2 separate regions of the Gossypium hirsutum genome follow, and region 1 is linked to region 2. Evidence: chromatin contacts called from public Hi-C data. All regions are on one chromosome and are shown on one strand. The core of a region is the stretch at or near the end of the contact, and the rest is flanking DNA. Distances in the headings are between cores, read along the strand shown.

Region 1 (5,886 bases), core at 1,069-3,568, 200 kb after region 2:
TTTCATTTCTTTCTTCTTGTTTTGTTTTCTTTATTCACACTTTTCTTTCCCTTCTTTTCATTTTCACCTTTTGTTGTTGCCTCTCGAAATGAGTTCAAATTTCCAAGCTCTCTTACATTTGCACCTATATCTTGAGGCTCCAATTTCACAGCATAAATGAAAACCACCGGCCCATTTTTTAGACAACTAATTTTGTACTAGACACCAAAAACTCGATTATCCCTAATCTAAGTCCCAAGGTTTTGCTTAAATTGAGTCTCGTAAAATAGACTGAGACCTTTGGCACGTTCAAAAGGAACCTAAAGATCCCGATACAGGAGTTAATAGGAGAGTTAAAATTGGAAGGCTCAAATTAAAAAAGTCAACCATGCATCCTTAAAGTGAAAAGTCAACATTTTGAGAGAGTTAAAATGGATGAGTTAAATGAGCTTAATGAGTGGGAGAAATGGAAGTAAGAAGGGGGCAAATTATAGTCCCATCCTATGTTGCTCGAACTCTTCATTTTTCTCTAAGTACCCATGTTCAGCACTTGTGTCCAATAGTTGGATACAAGGATATACCCTCCAAAGATCTTCCAAATGCATGAAAAAACATAGAAAAATCTAACCATGATTGTGTCAGATACATATATGCATCACTCACACCTGAACACAAGTAACATAAGTTCCACCCCATTTTCATCTGTCGGCTAGGCACATCACGCATGTTCATTATCAAATGCAACTTGCCTAAAGTGGTCTACATTGCTTTTCTTGTCTGGCACTAAGGTATAGTGTTGTAAGGCATACGCCTCGTGCCTTAGCATTAGACAACAAAAGCGCCTCAGACCCTTTCTCATGAGGTCCATTTGATAATTGATCAAGCATGCACTTGGTCCACCTCAGCGCACTCTTTGCAAGGCAATAGGCACAAAAAAGAAAAGCCCACCCAACCAAGGTTACCTTTAACTTCTATTATTTTTCACATTTTTGTTAGATATATCTTCACTGGTAAGAAAGGAATAGAATCCAATTCTATATTCCTCAATTATTTGAGTATTCAACATAGAAATGGACCATCTTGACCAACAAAAAAATTTACATGTTTTGTAGATAAAGTAGACCATATATATGATATATATATCACATATATATATAGAGCTTTATATGTATATATATGACATATATACATAGATAAATTCATAGACAGACACGTACAAAGTTTCACCCATGTACATATAGCGCTTTACTTCACTCAAGTTGGAGTCTTCTTTTTTTTTTTCTTTCTTTGCCTTACACCTAGAGGCAACATTGGGTCCTAGTGCCTAGAGAGCACCCTGCACCCTTGACAACATCGCTAAGGCAAAAGGCCTAAGCGCATGCCTTAACAACACCAGCTGAATCCATTTCCATGCCATTGCAACTCAAATAAATAAATAGAAGTTACAAGTGACTTCAAAACAAAAGTTCGATCTACTGCACTAAGAAGTAAGAAATAAAACTTAGTTTGAAAGATCTCAACTATTTTGTCAAAAGAAGTTGCAGACTTGGTAGCTGTTATGTACTCAAATGATTAAAACTGGAGAAAATCAAAACCAACCATTTATTTTCCAGAAAGTTGAATCTTTAATTTATAGATTTTTGAAAACATTATTTGTTTGTAATTCCAAACACGCTTTAAGAAAATGCAACAACTTGACATAATATTAAGAATTCCACAAACTTCATTGAAACGCGAATGAAGCTAAGAAAATAATATTCATCTCAATTCATAAATCTCCCAAATTATTCAAATAAATAAAAAAGAAAAGGGGTAATTTGTACCTTTATCAGAGACCTTGGAAAACACCAAATCAGCAGAAGTAAGCATCAAAGAAGCTAAATCCAACCGTCTTCCCATCACTATACACTCTTGCGCTTCCATACAAAGTCTCGTCACTTGCGGCTCCGCAACCTTCCACCATAATTGAGCAAAACAAAATTAATGAAAATTTGAAATTTCTGATTTAAGAATTTCTTTTTGGAAAATAAATTGAGGTTACCTCTGGACCAGCATCGGCCCAAGCGAGTTCGGACGTGAAGCGGACGACGGCGAGAGCGGGATCATCTTCGGAGGTTGGAACGACTGTGGTCATTGTCGTTTTGCAGCTCTCTGTAAAACCCTGGCTTCGCTTTGGTAGGGGGCGACAAAGCAGACAGAAGAGCAGCAAGAGAGCGAGTGGAAAACCCTCAGTTTTTTTTTTTTAAGTCATTATTATTTTAAAGATATTAGTTATATTTTTAAGGAATTTGGATTGGTACGGACAGTTAAAAACCAGACCAGATCCAAAAGAACTGAAAGTATTCATCATAAAACGGCGTCGTCTACAAGTAGCTTAAACCCAAAGTAATAATGAGAGGGGGCGGTGGGTAGATATAAGAGAAAAGTAAGATCTATAGGATACTAATAAGTCGTTTATCTTTTTCTACAAAATCCCAATCTCTGACATCAACAACTGAATCCCATTTCTCTAAGAGGTCTGTTCTTCTTCTTCTTCTTCTTCTTCTTCTTCTTAATACCTACTTTTTTGGTTTTTAACATACCCTGTGTTAGGATTTATGGGTCTCTCTCTGTGTATTTGAAGTGTTGTTACATGTTCTTTCTTAAGCTTAATTCTTTGTTCTAAGAACGGATTTGCTATTGTAATCACGGAAAAGCCTGGAATTTTGTGTTGAGGCAAAGATAAAATTAAAAAGGACTTGGGGGCAGAAGATGATTTTTTTTGTGTGTGTTCAAATGATTGACTTTTTGGAGAGGATAGAAATGCAATTTGTTTTCGTTAAAATGGACTAAATTAAACTGTTAATTTTTGAAAGGGATTAAAAGTGAAATTATACCATTTAACCCTGGCTTCCACCCTGATTGGAGTACAATTATTTTTTATATACACCACAGCAGTGGAGTTCAAAAACTATTTGTTTTACCAGATTTATGCACTTTTATTTGTTCATGTTGGTTTAACTATGATAAGAAACCCAATGTTGAGTTATACTAAGTTTGTATAGTTAGATAAATCAACAACTAAAAGGTATAACTATGTTCCTTCGACTCTTCATTATCCTTGAACTATCTGTGTCCGACTTATAGAAGGGTATGCCCCTTTAAAATTATGGAAGAATACAAAAAATTTATCCTTAGTCCAAGCAACATAGGGGTATAATACAACTCTCCATACTTGAATCTTAGTACAAAAAGCTGGTTGGACTATAATGTTTTTGCTAGGTCATGTGAGTTTATAAACTTGGAACATATAGATGTGTTCTGTAGATTGTTCATAATTTAACTGGATGACTTGAGTTAGAATATGTATTTTAGCATTTAGACTATTTTTGTATTTTAGACTCTGGGTATGGGAGACTGTTTGCCTAGATATCCAATCCATTGAATTGTTTGGTTGTTCCTAAATAACGAAGAGAAAATTTTATGTGGAATCATGAATGGTTAACTAATAGCGCCGAGCATGAAGTTTGCATGTTATATTAGTAAGTTTGCTTCATCATGTCATTTGATACTTATTGCAGGGCCCTATCAAAAAAGGGAATGAATTGAGGAGGTTGGGGGAAACATGGAGGCTGACTTGGTTAAGGAAAATGATAGAAAACGATCATTGCATGAAAACCATGGGTTTTCAACTAATTCTGATTCTTTCTCAATAGCCAATATTGAAATGCAAGGTAGCTTTGTAGAATTAAATGAGTCGCAAGCTTCATTTGTGGGAACTTTCGAGACAGGCAAGGATGCAGCCCAGATTTTTTCAGAAACAAGGTCAGCGATTAGAAAGAAAACCAAGTTTAGGAAAAGGATGGAGCAGCTTGATTCCTCGGACTGTAGTGATCAAAGTCAGATTGATAAGCATCCTGAGGAAGTTGGCCTTACTAACACTGATCAAACGAATACTGTTTCAGGTCCAACTCTATCGGATGAAGGGAATAGTGAAGAAAAGATTGATTCATTTGATGCAAATGAAACAAGTGATGTATCTCTTGCTATTGTTATACCTCCTGTTAGTCAATCGAGGAAAAAGCTGCTTGTTCTTGATTTGAATGGGTTACTTGCCGATATAGTCTATAATCCTTCAATTGATTGCACTCCAGATGCACTTGTTGCAGGACGGGCAGGTAAGAACTTGGTTTCAAAAACTTTATATGCTTGTTAATGCTTTTTGCATTCTAAATATTTTTAAAACTAATTGGAAATTTGCTTCTTTTCTGCCAGTTTTTAAGAGACCCTACTGTGATGATTTTTTGAAGTTCTGTTGTGAGAGGTTTGAAGTTGGTATCTGGTCTTCAAGAAACAGGTACTTCTCATTTTTTTTCTTTTGGAAACAAATAATTTATTGCCTTCTCTTAGTGCTAGATTGTTGCCATGGAGAATTGATGTATCATCTTAGTTGCTGGAATTTTGAACTTTTGCAGGAAAAATGTGGAAAGATTTATTGATTTTCTGATGGGAGATATGAAACAAAAATTGCTGTTTTGTTGGGTAATTATGGCCTGTTTCATTTTACTTTCTGTTAAACCATGCAATCTGCATAATTCTTCTTTATGTTTTTGTTTTCTAAGTCATCTTCGATAGCATTGCCTTGTCGTTATCTATAGTTAAGAAAATGTTCAAGCTAAAAGCAGTCAAGATTGATGGTTGTCACTAACAAGAGTAAATATTGAATCTTCGAGCTGTTTAACCTTTGATTTTTATTTTCAGAAAAGAAAAGAAAAGGCCTGCTTGGTCCCTTTACCTAAGAAAATGCTCTTGCTGATTGGTATTCAATCACCAGCAAGAGTAAAGATTGAATCTTCGAGCTGTTTAACCTTTGCTTTTGTATTATCAGAAAAAGAAAGAAGAAAAATGGCCTGCTTGGTACCCATCTAAGAAATTGCTCTTGCTGATTGATATTCGATCACCAGCAAGGGTAAAGACTGAATCTTTGAGCTGTTTAACCTTTGCTTAGAATTCTCAGGAAAAGAAAAGGAAAAAAGGCCATCTTGTTGTCCCTGCCTAGAAAGTGCTCCAGCTGATTGGTGGTCAATCACTAGCAAGAGCAAACATTGAATCTTCGAGCCATTTAACCTTTGCTTTCTGTTCCATAAAGAAGAAAAAACCCAATGAGTAACGAAATTCAATTTCCTTAGTTTCAGGATTAGTTGCTTTTCTGACACCATTTTACATAAGAGCTAAGATAAAGAGATAGCATGAGAAGATATTGAGTGCCTAAGTAGTAATGCCGTGCTTGAACAGTTCATGAAGTAATATGTCGTAATTCTTGAAGATTATTTGGGTACATACAAATGTACTGGTCTAATTTCATTAATGCTTTTTGCATCAACTACGATTTTATATGCAATTAAACTGGGAACAGTTCCAATTCTGATTCATTTGCTTTATGCACAATATTTATTAGGATTCGTCTTACTGCACCACGACACAATTCAATACTCTTGGGCATAAATATAAGCCCTTGGTTTTTAAAGATTTGAGGAAGCTTTGGGAAAAACATGACCCTGATCTTGCATGGGAGAAGGGATATTATAACGAATCAAACACGTTGTTGATAGATGATTCTCCCTACAAAGCACTGCTTAATCCCGTAAGTTAACGGACTACTTCATTTTGTTTTATTTTTTTGTTTAGATCACTAATATTTTCCTTTGTCTTCCTAACATAGGTCCCTGATATATATATATATATTTTTCGATTTTCTACTAATCTTTGCAGCCACATACTGCAATATTTCCTCATTCATTCAAGTTCGACATGAAGGATAATTCATTAGGTAAAACAACTTTTGGAATTATTTACATTTGTGGTAAAAGTACTATGGAGGCTCTAGGAGTCAAATTGCATTTTACCCCCTCTACTCAAAAAATAGGC
Region 2 (6,152 bases), core at 3,613-6,112:
TTGTTAATTGTTTGAATCAACCAAGTGGTGTACAACTGCACGTCAAGCACTAAAGGCAAAGCTGACTTAATGAAACTAAGGTTTAGGGCTAGTTTACCATTGAAGTTGAAAGGTGCAATGGAAAAATGCTTTTGAAAAGTTTGATAGTGTTTACCATTTCTATCAAAAAGTGCTTTTAAAAAATAAATGTCCATTTTAGACATGATACTGTAAAGTAAAAGATATGTTGGACTAGTTTAATGAGGATAAGTAATTTCAACCAAAGTACTTTTGCAAAAGCCAAAAACTAACAATTTTGGCTTTTTGGCTTGGGTTAAATTCGGGGGTTGGAAAAGCTACTTGTTTACCATTACTTTTGGTTTGAAATCATGGTTTGGGTTGAAAAGCACTATTCAACCTCAATGGTAAATGAAGCCTTAATGAACTATCAAACTTACCTGATCTTAATTATTCTTGGATCAAACCTATGGCTACCAATGAAAGAAGATATTAATGGACATTCACCAGCTTTGAAAAGACTCACTAGCATTCTTGCTAAGAAATCACATTGAATTCCATCTTTTCCAAACAATTCTCAAGCATCATGATTGGAACCTTCTGTGCAAAATTCTTCCAATCACAAAAGAGATAGTAAAGAGCTCACTACCTCAATTACAGACATCAAATCACTTCTTCTAGTCCATTTCTCTAATGAGTTCATCAATGTTAGATCTTTTTCTTTGGCATCATCCCTATTAAATGTGAGCCTCTAGGAACACATAAATGATAAGCAATCTTCTTCGATAACTTAAGATTGTTCTTTCCACTCTCATTTTCAGATCTTAACAACCTCTTTAACAAATTTTCAAGGCTAGTCAAAACAGGTAAAATGGTAGAGAATACCTCATGACTGCACACAATAAAGAACTTCCCATCCAATAAGTATTCGAACAATAATTTCAGTGAACATGTAAACACTGCAGTTTAAGCCTAACTTATAGCCAAATGCTTAATATTGATTCAAGACATAATATTCCATACAGATAAAGCAGTACTTAAAAGTTGATTTTTAATTTGCATAAAATTAACCCAAGAAAATAAAAAGAGAATGAATTGTGTACAATCTGTTATGTAATAATGCACAATGCACATGGAAATTTGCATCGATAAAAGAAATTGCTATCTTAAAATAAATAACAAAAGATGAATAACCAAAAAAAGAAATCTGATAAGCAGAACAGAGTCTAACCTGCAATGCTTGAGAAGGAATTTGATCTCTCCCACACTGATGATCAGAATATAGTGACATTTCCTTATCCAGAGAGTTGTGAAACATGCAAGCATCGCGTTGCAAGACGAGGGCCTGTTCAACTAAATGCTCCAACCTTCCTTCAGGGACCATAACTGTAGCTGGAAGCAGCTTCTGTAATTCTTCCAATAATTTGCTCCGAGATCTTGCCCTCACTGTATCTTGTTTCGGAGACCGAGTGGGAGAACAGTAAGATGGTGACACAATGTATGAAGAAAGCTCACGTACTCTACTATCATTGACACCAAGAGGTGCAATCTCAGTCCTCAATGTGTTCAGAGCATCCATTGCTTTTTCTTCATCCAAAAGTTCAAAGAACTTCTGTTCCAATATCAGAAAAGAGGCAGATTTTACTGTCCTTTCATCTGTTAGACCAATATTACGCAATGTGACAACACTTTCATCCCAATTTCCCTCGAGAATTTGCCGCATAAAGACATTGACCACAGAAGAATGTAATGGTATCCCTGACTCTTCCTCTAGATGAGCACCACTCTTTATATAACCAAGAGAGTATAATGCTTTTGCTATTATTCGGACAAATTCTACCTTATTTATTACTCCTTTTGAACCAACAACTTCTTCGCCCCCTTCAGACTGTAGGGGCCGAGCCATCAGGTCACACGAAGACCCAGCTACAGGCTCTTTAATAGTTGAACCGTTTGAAAGACGTCTCAATTCTTCAGAGGATAGTTTCATACGTTTTGAGGCTGGTTCATCATCCTCTACACCTCCCATGAAATGTGCACCTCAGCCCATATATTAAGTGGTACAGAAATGCCAATATGGATAAGTAAATGCCTCTATGAATCACTAGGAGCAAGCCCCTGCATAAAATGGTCAAAAAGGGGATGTAGTAGGCTCTTAAAGTTGGCCATAAGAAAGAGATAGAAGTACAGAAAAATTCAAGGATTATCAATGTGAGAGAAAAAGAATTCAAAATTATGAGAAGGTTACATCTTATTTCCTGAAAGTAATCGATTTAGTTATCCCTCATAAAAGGTGCATGTACAAACCTTTTTTATTTTTTATATCTAAATATCATTTCTTTCCCACATGAAAGTTCATAAAACCTTGATCCTCTTGATAGTTAAAAATGCCATCATACTACAATGCTTTTGAGTCAATCATCACAATGCAAACACAGAATTTCTACCGCAAAGAGAAAGATTTAGATTCAAAGAACAGGGGTATAAGGGAAAAGGCAGCGAGGCCCCAAAAAAATGAGAGAAAATAATAGAAAAGATTCAGGCCAGAGCCTAAATGGCATCCATAGGGCACTTCGGTTAATCTTAATAACTTTGAAAGAACCTTCATCTGTAGAGACCAGTTATCATATGAGGTTATAGCTAACTCATAATAATAATAAGTTCAATATAAGCTTCTTTCACAAAGAAAAATAGTCATAGGAACTTAAGTTTCTAGCTAGGAGAAAAAACAAAAATCTATTTTGATTAAGGCATCATCCCCCTAATATTGCACAGTTTACATTTCCAGCCATTATTTAAAACGTAACAGTCAAATCCAATCAACATTACGTAAATACCCCAACAACTGACTCGACCCATAGGATGTACATAATTGCAGCTGATCACATCACTTGTGGTTTACCTCCTAAGATATAACACAATGGTAACATAGTTGTCTGTCTAGAATAAAAATATTTACACTGTACAGCAATGGATATCGTATAGCCCACAAAAGGTACAATGGATAAGTCCACTAATTAGTTAGCCTAAGGGATCCAATGTAAATTGTACGATCTCAAAGTTGAAATTACAGCCAAAAATCAAATTCAGGTGAACTTTGCACCTGTAAGGCAAATTACAAAGATCACTGAGCTTCCCTTACCTTCTTCGAACAATTTATTAATTTAATATAACTGAAGATCCTACATATAAATAAGAAAAATAATACATCATTCTAGCTACAAACATGACTTTAGCCCCAATAATTTGCATTGGATGTGGAAAAAAGAAAAGAGGAAGATTCCATTAATTTGACATAACTAAATATGGTATAAATATAAAAAAGAAAACCAATATAAGAACTTAACCTCAACGTATTTGTATCCTAAAGGAAACAAAAGGTACATACAGTACCAATATATCATTCAGAGATTGTTCTTACCATACTATTCTTCCAAATTGCAGAAACATTGCTTCCAAATTAGTCATATTTGAAGCAATTCTACTGCTATTATCATGATTTGCTAACACAATCTGACATCAAACTTTGTTGTTTTTGAAAATTTTCTTTGTGATAAAAAGATTGATGTTTATAATCCTGTGGCCAACTATAAACTAGAAGCAATTGGGAGTTTGGGAGTACCACCTTTGCTACTTTAGTTCACAAAGCTGCACAAGTGCAAATTGTTAACAAATTGTGGCAAAATTGGGAAACTTCAATCATGACTTAGACAATTAGAGTAAAGTTAACATTATATACATCTTTAAATCAATTAGTTGTTATACATTTGCATCAAACTAGAGTCAAAATGAAAAGCGGAACGTAGACATAAGCATAAAGGACTGACAAAGAATAAGGTTTGTTTTGCTAGGATGGTGACGAAAATTGAGCAAAAACAATTCTTAATATCAATGTGCAACCCTGAGAAGATTGCAGATTTCAAAAACCTAGCTGTCAGCTTAAAGGTCTAAAGTCAAATGCTGAGTTGGTTATAACATGTAATTAAGTAATGAAACCTGCATTTATAATTTATTGGAGGAATCAGGCTGCCGCAATATCTATAAATGATGAAGTTCAAGCAATACAAATTACATTAAAAATAAGATGATTATAACAAAAGAAAAAAAAAGGAAGGCCCTTTTCACCAGCAGTAACACGCAGAGCGAAGAAATAAAATGGTTTGAGATCCAAATTTGAGTAAAATCAAGTTCTTAGCAGAAATTATGCAAAACCCACATCAGAAATACAATAAAAAATGTAGTCTCTAAGTACCAAGCAGATAAAACTAATAACATAGAAATATAGTTTAAGAAAAAACAAAAGCTTAGCAGATAAAACTTATAACATAAAAATATAGTTTAAAAAAACAAAAGCTACTAACCAATTAGCTCTAAACCAAACCTTACCCAAGACCAGCAAAAAAAAAAAAAAAGATTGCAAGGTAAATCAGCACAAAATCAGCAGCAAGAAAGAAAAATCTGGAATACCCACAAAGGGATTGTGAACAAACAAGCCGATTCAGATCAGAAAAAATCGGATTGAGAAACCAACTAATCAAGAACCGTGAAAGAACTGGAAAATATAATGATTAGGAACAAAAACGATTACCCTGTTCTTATTTGTCGGCAACCACTTGATTTTATGCAACAAACAGAGGAAATAAATCGAAAGAAAAAAAAAGGTATAAGGGATTCAAATCAGATGAAAAAGTCTAAAGGGGTAACCGCACCCAAGGGCAAGAAAGGTAAGCGTTTGGTACCTTTGCAAAGGGGTAGAGCACGAGATTTTAAGAGCTTTTTTCCCTTGTTTTTTCCTTTGCGTGGAGGAAACCACCTCAAATGGGGGCTATAAAGAGCGTGAGAGGATGGCTTTGTGCCTTTAAGAATTGAGCTATTAGCTTGAGGAAATGGGGCTTTTTGAGCAGTTTCAAATCCAGGCCGTACATGATCACCGAAGCCTTGATGATAGATTGGGCTCGTAGCAAAATCAATGGTCTTATGTGATGATTACTTTGCTATATCTTTTGTATAATGAATGTTTTTATTATTATTTTGGGACGGGTAAAAGTATTAGCATGCTACTAAGAGTCAATTTGTATTTTTTTATATTTATTTAAAAATAAGTAAATTAATCTTTACATGTTAGATTAAAAAGTAAATTAATCATTACTGTTAAAATTTTCATTTATTTCTACTTTTAAAAACTAGCATGGTACGAAATAACCAGATAGTTACACTTGACATGCCTCGTATACCTCATGCTGACATATGGTGACTAGTTTTTAATAGTAGAAATGGATGAAACTTATAATAGAAGGACCAATTGTTTTTTGATTTAATGTACGGGGACGAATTTACCTATTTTTTTTTAGTAGAGGGCAAAACGCAATCTAACTTCTAGTACAAGTGTCACGGGTCGCGGATCAAAGTGTTGGAAAAAATCAATTTGAAAAGGGTTTTCTTGCACAACAGAAAATAAAAATTTTGAAAACCAACCTAGTTTGTGATATTTATAGCAATAAACCTTAGACCGAAAACGTACTTGTGTTTCCAGATAGACGGATCCTTGTCGTTCCTGGCTTTCAACCAAATGGTCTTCTCCACTATTCTTGTACCACGAATTGCCTCGAGTGTGGGTTTGATCAAATTGAATCAAACACATAAACTAGAAATAATTTTTTTTCTTTTTGGGTGAAAACGAAAATTCTCTTCTCAAATAAAAACCGGTAGAATCGTTATTCCGGAAAATATATTTAATTCTTAGAGATTAAAAGTCCCTTTATTTTCGAACAAAATCACAATATTTTAAAATTTTGTAAATAGTCCTATCATTGACATCTATTTATATGGAGAAAAGGTAGGACCATTGTTGAATTAAAGAAGTTTATTTGAAATAGAAAAACACTCTCTACTTAAAGTAGGATTAGGGTTGGCGGCATACCCCTAGAATTCCTACTAAGGTTGCTGCCCCTTCATATTCCATGAGGGGATTTTGGATCACTCTCACATTGGGTCCAATTACGAGTACTTCCCAGACTTTTCGACCTAGTACTTTGTAATCTGATTCAACTTGATTCTATTTTTCTATTTCCCAAAATAAATTTCAATATTTATATTTAAGTAATTTTCATCATAATTTCACCTGACGATTTTACCTTTGATAAAATTTATGAGAA

Evidence for each region. Hi-C and Micro-C count contacts between places; a contact is called where the count stands out from the background.
Region 1: a Hi-C map of leaf shows a contact between it and region 2, with 1.6 times the contacts expected there. The contact joins the promoter of LOC107941345 here to the promoter of LOC107939031 in region 2. A contact is called at or near these places in 4 of 34 Hi-C or Micro-C datasets (leaf and petal).

What each region holds. Positions count from the first base shown.
Region 1 is chrD09:2,197,872-2,203,757 of Gossypium_hirsutum_v2.1, forward strand. It overlaps LOC107941345 (ubiquitin-like domain-containing CTD phosphatase 1), which reads left to right and starts at 2,319. Exons shown (of 8, transcript XM_016874903.2): 1 at 2,319-2,495; 2 at 3,540-3,783; 3 at 3,924-4,136; 4 at 4,234-4,315; 5 at 4,434-4,500; 6 at 5,417-5,602; 7 at 5,731-5,788. The coding sequence starts at 3,711. LOC121221085 (eukaryotic translation initiation factor 3 subunit M) reads right to left here and starts at 2,763. Exons shown (of 10, transcript XM_041101554.1): 1 at 2,021-2,763; 2 at 1,803-1,932. The coding sequence starts at 2,113.
Region 2 is chrD09:1,992,364-1,998,515 of Gossypium_hirsutum_v2.1, forward strand. It overlaps LOC107939031 (WD repeat-containing protein 26 homolog), which reads right to left and starts at 4,863. Exons shown (of 6, transcript XM_016872317.2): 1 at 4,586-4,863; 2 at 1,229-2,115. The coding sequence starts at 2,026.